2 separate regions of the Mus musculus genome follow, and region 2 is linked to region 1. The links are chromatin contacts, called in public promoter capture Hi-C maps. All regions are on one chromosome and are shown on one strand. Each heading gives the region's core, a stretch centred on a gene start, on an enhancer-like site or on the middle of the called end of the contact. The rest is flanking DNA. Distances are from core to core; before and after follow the strand shown.

Evidence for each region. Promoter capture Hi-C pulls out the DNA fragments that hold promoters and counts their contacts.
Region 2: a promoter capture Hi-C map of pre-B cells shows a contact between it and region 1. The contact joins the promoter of Mbtd1 here to the promoter of Tax1bp3 in region 1. A contact is called at or near these places in 2 of 39 promoter capture datasets (cranial neural crest and pre-B cells) and 1 of 9 other capture datasets (liver).

What each region holds. Positions count from the first base shown.
Region 1 is chr11:73,174,685-73,180,192 of GRCm38.p6, reverse strand. It overlaps Tax1bp3 (Tax1 (human T cell leukemia virus type I) binding protein 3), which reads right to left and starts at 3,110. Exons shown (of 4, transcript NM_029564.2): 1 at 2,851-3,110. The coding sequence starts at 2,889. Emc6 (ER membrane protein complex subunit 6) reads left to right here and starts at 3,151. Exons shown (of 2, transcript NM_025318.3): 1 at 3,151-3,254; 2 at 3,442-4,690. The coding sequence starts at 3,490. The coding sequence ends at 3,822.
Region 2 is chr11:93,883,564-93,889,071 of GRCm38.p6, reverse strand. Mbtd1 (mbt domain containing 1) reads right to left here and starts at 2,901. Exons shown (of 16, transcript NM_134012.4): 1 at 2,656-2,901. Utp18 (UTP18 small subunit processome component) reads left to right here and starts at 3,306. Exons shown (of 14, transcript NM_001013375.1): 1 at 3,306-3,738; 2 at 5,290-5,405. The coding sequence starts at 3,415. RefSeq lists enhancers at 2,989-3,022, 3,035-3,077, 3,272-3,304 and a cis regulatory region at 3,284-3,291.

The sequences.
Region 1 (5,508 bases), core at 1,861-4,360:
CTACACACAGCCCTTTGCCTGGAACTTTTCATACCCATTGTATTCTGACGGTACTGTGGCTACTATAGAAAAGACACTCATCTTCGTGAGGAAGGACCACCCAGGACAGAAAGGATCAAGCCCTGAGAAAATGCAGACACTTGCTAAGGCAGCTCAGATTGCTGAGCAAGCCCTGCCAGACAGAGATCATGCAAGCCGGGAGGTGCATGGGATAAATAGAGAAGAAACTTGCACAGAAGAGAAAAGAAGGGATCCCTGGCCAAGAAGACTGGTGTGTATGGACTGGAAGGGTGTAGGCCTAACCACAGCATCTCTCCAATCCTCAGGACCTGTTCTTTTGCCGTTGTAAGAGAGTATTCCAGGATTCTCTCAAGCACACTCTGGGGTTAAGTCTCCAATTATGCAGGCTTCTTTGAGAGCCCTCAGAAAGCATCCTCCAGCCACCAGGGTTACCCCCCAATGTTGAGAATTTCAACACAAAGAAGTGGGGGTAACTTCCCAGACTTGGAAAGGCTTTAACAAAAGGATCATTTGTACCCAGCCTTGGGAAATGGTCATGTCACCACCTGACCTCGATCTTGAGCCTACTGGAATTCAAAGAGGAGTTAGGAGTAAGGTAAGGCATCGACGATACAACGGCCACTGGAGCTTGTCGGGAAGGGAACGGATAACTCATGGGTGGGAGATAGAGGCCTGAGGACAGGAGCTGCTTACAACTGGTGATCCATAGACAAGGACTGATCATGAGGAATTGGAACAGAGCACCCTGGCATATGGCTAGTCTTTCTCTACCTGTGGGTCGTGACCCTGAGGGGCATCGAATGACCCTTATAAAGGGGTCACCAAAGACCATTGGAAAACAGATATTTAACATTATGAATCTTTTTTGTTTTTGTTTTTTGGGTTTGGTTTTGTTTTGTTTTGTTTTGTTTTGAGACAGGGTTTCTTTGTGTAGCCCTGGCTGTCCTAGAACTCACTTTGTAGCCCAGGCTGGCCTCGAACTCAGAAATCCGCCTGCCTCTGCCTCCCAAGTGCTGGGATTAAAGGCGTGCGCCACCACTGCCCAGCAACATTATGATTCTTAACATTAGTAAAATTACAGTTATGAAGTAGCAACGAAACTGATTTTATGGTTGGGGTCACCATAACTTGAGGAGCTGTATTAAAGGGTGTGGCATTAGGAAGATTGAGATGACTGAGAACCAGTCAGGATAGATGCAAGCGTCGACCCAGGTAGAGCAGTGTCAGAGGTCATCTGCACAGGCTTCCAGGAGGCAGATCAGTGGGGCTACAGTTCAGAGGACAGCTTTTGAAATGGTTTTAACAAAAATGGCCGGAACAGAACCAGGATGCTAACTCTACCTGAGGGGGTAAGACTGGGAAGGAGGCACCTCCACCCCATGAGCAATCCGAGACTGAGAAAGGCCAGCTCTGCTTGCTTATGTTCAGGCATGCACCTGGCATTAGGATTGGAGGACTGTGGTCTTACAGCTTTAAGGAAGACTCTGACTCTCCTGCCAAGACGGAAGAGGGTGGAAAACCTCGATGCCTAAGGTCCTTTCACCTGGGGCTTCCTGTCCAAAAGTGTAAGCTCCTCCAGGCTTACTCCCACACACACCTTCCTTCACTTCCACCAGCAAGGTCCAAAAAGAGACAAAGCCCTAACTTAAGGGAGAAGTCAGGCAGCAAAGTGGCTCTCCCTAGGTCCTAATTACACCCTCCTTTTCCAGATAGGGTCAAACTCGATGATCTTTCTGGGGCAGCCAGTGAAGGATCCTAGAAAAATCAGGCTGGTACAAATTGAGTAAAAACTGGGATATCCTAGCCGGAAGCTCACCCTCCCAAGCCACCTTTATCAGTAGCTTTGTTGCCCCCACCCTCCAACACACCCATCTAACAAGGCCCATCCCTACAGTTCCAGGACTGTGGACACAAGTCACACCTGTGACTCCAACACTTGGAAGGCTAAGAAGGGAGTACTGCCAGAAGTTCAAGGCCAGTTTAAGCTTAAGAGTAAGGCCCTGTCTGGGGAGTGATTTGTGTCCTTCCTAAAAGCTTCCTTTTAGGAAACTGGGCACTGATGCTTCTCTCTTGGGATTCAGCTGCTCAGGGTTGGCCAGCGCCCCCATCAGACTGTAACATCTACCCCTCCATCCTGTTGCCTATTCAAATACACCTGATTGATACACAAGACAAACCGAGAAGGAGGCCCTGGAAAGGTCTAGAAGCTTAAGTGTCATGCACAGGACAAACACTAAGCATCAAGGGCTGAGTACCCTAAAAAGTTCAGAAGACCAAGCCTTAGCTCTCGAGGGGTCTGTCCCAAGAGCAGCGAGGCCGGATGAGAAGCGGGAAGGGGGATGCACAAACTCTGGCCAGCCCCACCCCCTAAATCTCCTACGGCTCGGCGGCGGCGGCGGCGGCGGCAGTGTGCCGGCTGGAGCAGAGGAAACGCTTCCTCATTCCAGAGGCTGCGACTCACAGGACATCGGCGCCCGCCCCCCACGGCCGCCCAGCTGGGGACAGGAGGCCCAGGGCAGGGGAGTTTTCTAACACTCCCGCGGACCAGCCTTTCTCCTACGTCCTCCCGGTCTGCGCCTAGTAAAAGGTATCCACCCGACGGCGGCAGTGCACAGGATCTGGCCTCTGCCCAGGGTCCCGGGAGGCTCTTAGGTCCCAGCCACCTCTCCAGGCCAGGGAAGGCTGCAGCACTGTTAAGCAGAAACGGCCACCGGAATATACGCAGGAGCCCCGGGTCCTATACTTTCTCAGCCTGTCTAGATGTCAGTTTGCCGCTCTGCGAAATGGGGGTGAGCCAAGAGGAGAAGGAGCCCGCGCAAGCGCACTCACCACTACGGCGGTGACAGGCTGGCCCGGGGTGTAGGACATTTCGACCGAAATCTGTCAAGGAGACAGCGCCCGGTGAGACCCCCAGCGAGAATGCCCGCGGCCGCGCCCTCCCTGGTTAACAAAGGGCAGCCCTGCTCAGCCCGCCCCCTCATGAATACTTAAGAAGTCTCTAGCCAATCAGCATCTGGAGCGCTGTTGGGCTTTCCGGAGTCCCGGGACTTGTGTGCTGAAGTGGGGCGGGAGGGGAGAGCGCCCGAGGCGCAAGCGTAGGAGGGTGGGGCGGAGTTTGTGCGCCTGCGCAAACCGAGCCCTCCCAGCAGCCTCCAGCGCAAGATGGCGGCGCGGGACTCTCCGCTTTTTCCTGTCTGAGGGAACACGAGGGACTGTGTGCCGCGGCGTCTCAGGTAACTCCGCGAGCCTGTCGGGCGTGTGCTGATGTGCTGCTGTCCCGGGCCGGCCCGAGCCTCAGTTTCGGCGTGCAGTGGAGGTCAGAGGCCCCCAGCACGGCGTCGGAGGTCCCAGGGGGAGGAGGCGCCGTGCGCTCAGCTCGCCAGGCTTCGGGCTCCACTTGTAACTCGGTTTTCTCCACAGCTCCGCGTGAGTCGGCGTGAAGGCAGAAGCGGAGCCCCGGCGGGTGCGATGGCCGCGGTGGTGGCCAAGCGGGAAGGGCCGCCGTTCATCAGCGAGGCAGCCGTGCGAGGCAACGCCGCGGTCCTGGATTACTGCCGGACCTCAGTGTCAGCGCTGTCCGGGGCCACCGCCGGCATCCTCGGCCTCACCGGCCTCTACGGCTTCATCTTCTACCTGCTTGCCTCCGTCCTGCTCTCCCTGCTCCTCATTCTCAAAGCGGGAAGGAGGTGGAACAAATATTTTAAGTCACGAAGACCTCTCTTTACGGGAGGCCTCATTGGAGGCCTCTTCACCTACGTCCTCTTTTGGACCTTCCTCTATGGCATGGTGCACGTCTACTGAAATGAGGGCAGGGGTGACTTTAAAACAGATCGGCAAGGCTCTTGCCAGAATTAACACCGGGTAGACTTACTTAGATTTTAAATTGTTGGAATTCGCTGCTTGTTCTGTACTGTTATAATTTATATCTGAAGACAGAGCCTGTAATATTATTCTTCAGATTAAATGAAGTGTGACACCTTGTCGTTCCTTGCTTAGCCAAGCTTTGAAGTCGCCAAGATTTGCTCCCTGGAGAGCAAGTACGAGGCCACAGCCTGTATATTTTTTTGGATTTAACGCCTAGTAAGTCCAAAGGGACCTCTAGAGTATACATGAGAGAATTTAACGTTAACATCTTAAGAACTGGTAACAGTTCGTGTTACTAAGCTTTCACTGTGTACCGGCATTGTGTGTTTTCATTCTCGCCATAGCAATGGAGATGTTACTGCTAACTTTCTGTTAATGAAAAACCTGAAGCACAGAGAAGTTAGTTGTCTCTGCCAGAAGTGGCTCGTCTGGAAGGGGGCAGGGCCGAGGTCCAGTTGCAAGTCTGTTTGCTTTTGCTGGATTGGGTAAGAGTCCTCTTCTAGCACCCCCTCCCACTAACCACTGCTTTCCCACGTGAGTGAAATCAGCTAAGTTCCAGTTACACCAGGTTTAGCCAGTCGCCTTTCCTATAACAAAAAATGCAAGCTATTTTTCTAAATCGTTGTCCTCTGGCGATTAGGTTATGTGGACATTTAATCAAATGAGTTTGTTTCAGTTGAAATGCCTCTGACTATATGTTCATTCATAATCCTTCCTTGAGAGGAGGGTTTTAGAATGAAATACATGTTTAACTGAAAAAATAAATACTTGTGTTAGACTTGTAGTAAACATGTTGCGCATGGAATTTGTAGTCTTAACTGGGGAGATGGCATTAACTTGGCTTTACAGATAATATAGATACCATGAAAGAATACACAAAAGCACCAGGTCTGGACTAGGCTTGGGGATGGAGTCAAGGAGTGCTTGAGGGAATAGCATTATATCTGAGACTAGAAAGCTAAATAACAGCCAGATAAATATAAGAGGAAGAAGAGCCTTTTATTAGGCCATAAGGCAATCCTGACCAGGTAGTAAAGGCCCATGGAGGAAGTTGGCCTTGATTCCATGAGCATTTAGAGGAAACTGTAGAAGCAATGTGTAATGGCTTCCCCCCCCCCCTTTTTTTAAAGTTACGAGAAATTGAATTTAAGACCTTTCTCAGGCTGTAGATGGTCTGTGCCTGGGCACCCAGGCCTGAATCCTGGGCCACAGGCTTGCCTCTCATTCCAAGAAGCTGAGGTCACAGCTTTTCCTCCCTGTCACAGAGTGCCCACTTCTAAAGATCCTGACATGCGTGGTTTATATAGCCCCCACCTCCTCGGGGACTTCTCTTAGGTGGGAAGGAAGGGCTCACAGTAAATTTGTTGCTAATGTTGGCTGCTTTAAAAATATGTAATGACTTTTTATATACCTATCAGTTTTGAGCAGAGGGTCAGTTAATGTCAAATGCTTCCCAGCATTTATCCAACGAAAAGTAATGGTTCTGTCAGTTTTTATGTCTGCATGTTGGTGGGTATATGCAAGTGCCCATAGAGGCCAGAGTTATCAGCTCCCCTGGGGCTGGAGATACAGCTATGCTAGGAATAGAACTCCAGTCTTCTCTTAAGAGAACAGCAAGTTCTC
Region 2 (5,508 bases), core at 1,652-4,151, about 21 Mb before region 1:
ATCACCTGAGGAATCCTGGCTTTCAGTCACTTCGTACTTTCAGTCACTTCATACTCTAATGACTATGACATTAACATGCTGTTTTTACTCATAAACTGCAATTCTGAGTCTGAATGCTGTATTTTAACACAATTTAAAATAATTTGCTTTGTCTTTATTTACAAAAGTAACTAAGGGATGAGGGAAACACCCAAATATCTTGGAAGACAGATAATGAGATCCATGTATAGCTAACCATAAAAAACAGAGTAATGACCTCTTTAAAAATAAAACCAGTTGTTCCTGTCTAGTATGTTTAGCATGCAAATGCTTTTAAAGTCAAATTTTATCATGACAGTTCATGCTTAAAGTTAGCAGGAAAAAACTTTGGAAGGCGATACTGACTGAAACTTTGGTGCGTAAATAGCTCTAAGTTTTTACAGCTAGGATTCAAATCCATGCTAAAACACTAGTGAATAGCCCTGAAAGAAAATGGCTAGAAACCCTGGCTCACCAGAGACATTAAGAACAGTCACTTATTTGCGACAGCATCTGCTCTAATCTGCAAGGCATTTGCAATACTTCAATATGGGCTTCCATATAAATAGAAGCTATTTGTTATTCAGAGGAGACAGTGCAAAAAGCCAGCTATTTTCTTTCTAAACACTCCTTGGTGTGAGGTAAACAGTCTGAAACACACAAGAGCAAACCACCAGCCTCTACCACAGACTGGGGAACAGGAAGACGCTTGCTTTTCTTTACCAGTATCAGGAGCAACTCCTGGGAGTTAAGCACAGCAGTGGGTGCCAATATATATTTGCAAGTTAACTACTAAGTGCTAAGTTCTGGTGCATATTAATGTAAGGGGTAAAAGATTAAAAAGTCGGGCTGTTGAGATGGCTCAGTGGATAAGAGCACCCGACTGCTCTTCCAAAGGTCTGGAGTTCAAATCCCAGCAACCACATGGTGGCTCACAACCATCCGTAAAGAGATCTGACGCCCTCTTCTGGTGTGTCTAAAGACAGCTACAGTGTACTTACATATAATAAATAAATTAAAAAAAAAGATTAAAAAGTCAAAAGTAAACAATAAATTGTAACAAACATTTCAAGTCTAAGAATTCTTACACTTACACACATGAGGGGTGGGGTGGGGGTAGGGGAAGACAGGCAGGTTCGAGCAAGTTCTTAGTAGGTTAAAGGTGTCTGCTCCCAATCTTGATGACCTGGGTTTGATTCCTGGTTCGCACATGGCATAAGTTAAGATGACTACCTCCACCTGTTCTCTGATCCCCCACCCCCACCCCCGCCCCCACCCCCCAACAGCATCCTATCCTATAAATAAATAAACGTTACAAGAAGCATTTGTGAGAAAGGGCCTTCCTTTTGGAGGGGGCATGGGTTTGCAAAGACCATGAGTCAAAATGATGAGAAGGAATAGTTTTGATCATGTATCTTCCAAGTATTGTATTTATTAGTTTCAGTACTATTCCTCCCCCAGGCCCAATTTTACGCGTTCTTAGAAAAAGTGATTTAGCAAAAGGCAAATAATGTACATTGACAGTACCAAGGATATGGTGTTAAAAATGTCCTCATCGCAAAGAGGACTACTTGTGAAACAGTCATGAAACCCCCACATAGCAGTTCCCTGGCTTCCCAGGGAATAGTTTCAACCATCTTTAGTCATGGAAGCAGCACACTTGATACCGACCCAGCAAAGTTTTCAGTTGGCCCTTACCATCTCTTTACTCTCCCCATCCCCCTCCCTCCACTTCCCTGATGTTCTTTCCTGGCATACAAAATATAGGCCAATGAGCAGTGGGTGGGTGAGGAGGATGTGAGAACAAATTTGAGAAGTAAAAAAGGGAGCAACTTAACCAGGACACGACATGAATGAGACTGAAGGGTCTAATAAGGGCAGGCAAGTGAATATCAGAGACTGAAAGAAACCGAAGGTGCTTTCCTAGGCTGCAGTGCGTGGTATATGGATGTAGGGTTAAGTAGAGGTCAGACTACCTACCACTCGTCAGAAGCTGGGCTGCTTTGGGTGACTTCTAGTGTCTCTTCCGACTCTGAAATGTCAGGATTTCTTTTTCACAAAGGAGAACGTACGGATGGTGGAAGCCCACTGACTTGGAACCCTCAAGTAGCAGCCTTGGCGGCTGACTCCCCGATACCACTCCTACGTCTCCCTCCCACACGTGCCCACCCCGCCCCCTTTCAGTATCAGCACCTCCACGTGCAAAATGCCTCTCGGCGCTGGCTCTACAATGGTGGGCTCCGTCTCCAGCCAAGCCCCGAAACTCTGTATGCTCCTGCCCCCACACCCCCGAGAAACCACTCTCCCACCCTTGGCAGCTAAAAAAGGCAAAGTCTCCTATCTAATCTTTCCCTTCAAGCAGAACGGGGTTGGGAGGGAGCAGAGGAAAAACTTTCTTATGTTTTTTTTTCTCCCTAAGAGAACCCTAAGTCAGGGGTTGAGGGGGGGAGGGGAACCCCTGAACGTTTAACGGCCAGTAGGGGGAGGGGAGCTCCGGAGACGGAGGGGGCGTGGGATGAAGAAGCAGGCCCGCGAGTGGGGTCCCCGAGCTGCGGCGTTCCGGGGGCCGGGCAGCCGCAGGCGTGCCCCCCCCCCTCAAACCTGGCACACAAAGCGGCCGCTGCGCTCGGCTCTCACCAGATCCTTTGTGTTTTCCATCAGGGCCTCATGGGTAGGGGCCGTCCGTGCTCCCCGAGCCCGCGGCGCCCCCTCCCCCCCCGCGAGCAGGGGGCCGGTGCCTCTCCCCGGGACTGCGGCGACTACAGGGGGGACCCCCGGCTGGGCCAGGGCCAGCGACAGCAGTGGCAGCCCCCGGATTTCCCCCCTTTTAACTCGGGTGGCCCCAGGATATCAACAACATTAGCATAGCCCTCCCTCCCCAGCGCGCCTGCGCCGTGACCCGCGCCCCGATTGGCCCACTTCCCCCACGTACCCTCCTCTCTCCCCTCCAGCGTGGGACCCTCGGCAGGCGCCGTACTCTAAGGACCGTACCAAGACCACAAGTCGATGAGGTAATTGAGGGCGCGCGGCACGACGCGGGGCTCAGAATCAGCAGGGCGAGAAGTTTCTTTCAGCCACTTCCATTTGGACTCCGGCCTCCCCGAGTCCCTTCCAATATGTTGCCTCCGAGAAGTTGTGTTGGGAAAAATTTCCACTCCAGTCACGCCGCTTCCCCCTCCACCCGGAAGATCGGCCTTCCCTGAGGAACTCCCACATGGGGCGGGGCCGCCGGACGGAGTGGGAGTGACGTAGCGCGCGAGCGCCGGTCACGTGGCTTGCGGCGGCGCAGACTCCTTCCGGCTCCCCGGGGCCGGGCCGAGGAGAAGAGCGAGCCGCCCCGGCACATGCGCAGTGGTACTCCACGTGAACGTCGGCGTTTTCCCCTCAGCCCTGAGGATGCCGCCCGAACGCAAGAGCCGGACGAGACGAGACCGGAGAGCCGGCGCAACGCCGGGGAGGAAAGCCAGACCCGGGAGCGGCAGCACGCCCGCAAAGGCCGCCCGTTCATCCCAACGGACACAGCCGGCCGAGCCGAGGGCGGCCCCTAGCGCGGGATCCGCGGCGGCGGCGGCAGAGGAGGAGGAGAGCCGGCTCCGGCAGCGGAACCGCCTGACGCTAGAGGACGATAAGCCGGCCGCCGAGCGTTGCCTGGAGCAGCTCGTCTTCGGCGATGTCGAGGACGACGAGGACGCGCTGCTGCAGCGGCTGCGGAGCTCGCGGGTGAGGAAGGCCTGCCTGCCTGCCCGCCTGCCTGCCTGCCGAGCGGGCACACGCTCTGGCGGGGCGCGCGGCGGGAGGCGAGGCCCCGGGGGCGGAGCCTGGAGGTGGGGGGGACCTGTGGCGGCGAGTGCTCAGGTGGGAGGGACCGGCGACCGCGGGCGCCGAGGGGCGCCGTCCGGCTCTTTCGCCTCGGGTTCTGGGCTGCTGGCTGGCGAGGGCGGGGACGCTGCCTTTCTCCGCCCCAAAGGGGCTGCGGCGCTTCGCATCCAGCAGGCGCTCAACTGTCGGCTTGGTTTGCCAAAGGATGTCTGCAAAGTAGAGTCGCTCATCTTCGGGCTCTTACACCCTCTGCTGGAACCACAGGGGTGACCGTTTGATCACCTGTCGCGACTCCGCGTAGTGGATGGAACCAATACGTGGGCAGAAGGCGTAAAGCTGCATTTTAATAACATCGCGGGGTGATACCCACGCCCAGCTTTTGAGAACGATCAGTGTGTATTCATCTCTAACCTTTCTTTGGTTGCTAGCTCTTGTAACAATTGCAAATCCTTCCTGATTGATGCTCTTTGCGCTATTATTTTTGTTCTATACCTGGTCCCTGGACTAAGGGTAGAGACACAGCAGTGGAGGAATCCCACAAGAACCCCTCTTGGAACTTGTGTTAGTAGTGGTAAAAAAGCAAGATAAAAGAGACAAGACTAGTAAAGTTAAAGTATGTTGGTGGAGAGGAAAATGAAAACATTTGAGAAAGGGATTTAAATATATGTGAAGACGTCTTTTAGATAGGGTAAGCTGACTGACTCAATGGGAATATCAGCATTTGCTTAGTTCACCCTTTGTGTGGGTGCTTTGATGGAGAGCTGCAGCAGCCTTCTTTGGGAGGTGGAGACCAGTTATGTTAAGAGCTGTGGGACAGTTCTGTATCCAAAGGACTCACTTGATGGGCTTTGAAAGATCTTAAATCAGCAGTGCTGGTGGATACTGCAGTTGGCTCCTTGGACACTGCCCTGTAGGTTGGGAGAAAGCTCAGATCATTTGAAGGGTTTTTTTTTTTTTTTTTTTTTTTTTTGAGTGCTAGGTTTAGGTTTCGAGTGTGTGGGTGTGGTATAAAGTTTGAAGAAGGTGGAGATGGAGCACATAGAACAAGAGATACTCCTCATGAGGCTATGAGACACAGCCTATGTTGTGTGGGATTCTAGTAGGCCCCGGGCTCTGTAACTGTTGGGCTTTGATGCTTGCTCTTTACCTGCCGGCGGCTTACCTTTTACCCTTGTCTACTGCGGTCTTTAGCTTTCCGTGCACTTCCCCCCCCCCCCCCCCTTCTATCCTGCCTCACCTGTCCTCATGGTGGTTCTGATCTCCTTTCCTGCGTGCTCCTTCAGCATGTGCTGTGGTTGTGTTCCATCACATTATTTCATCAGCACACCAGGAAAGCAAAAGCATTCTATAGGCTATTGTAGTATAAGGAGTGTGTGTGCGTGCATGTGCTTGCGTGTGCGCTAGCAACTTGTTGGAGAATCACAGTGGTTTGACGATGGTGTGTCTCTGTAGGGTCAGCTACATGGAAGCTCAGATGAATCGGAAGTGGAAAATGAAGCAAAAGACATTTTTTCTCAGAAGAAGAAGCAGCCAGTTTGGGTGGATGAAGATGATGAAGATGAGGAAATGTAAGTTAGTCATTTTGTTCAGAATCCCTCTGGATACTTTAAAAGTTAACTTGTAGATTTTTACAAATCACTGCCTGGGAAAGTATGACTATATGAATAACCA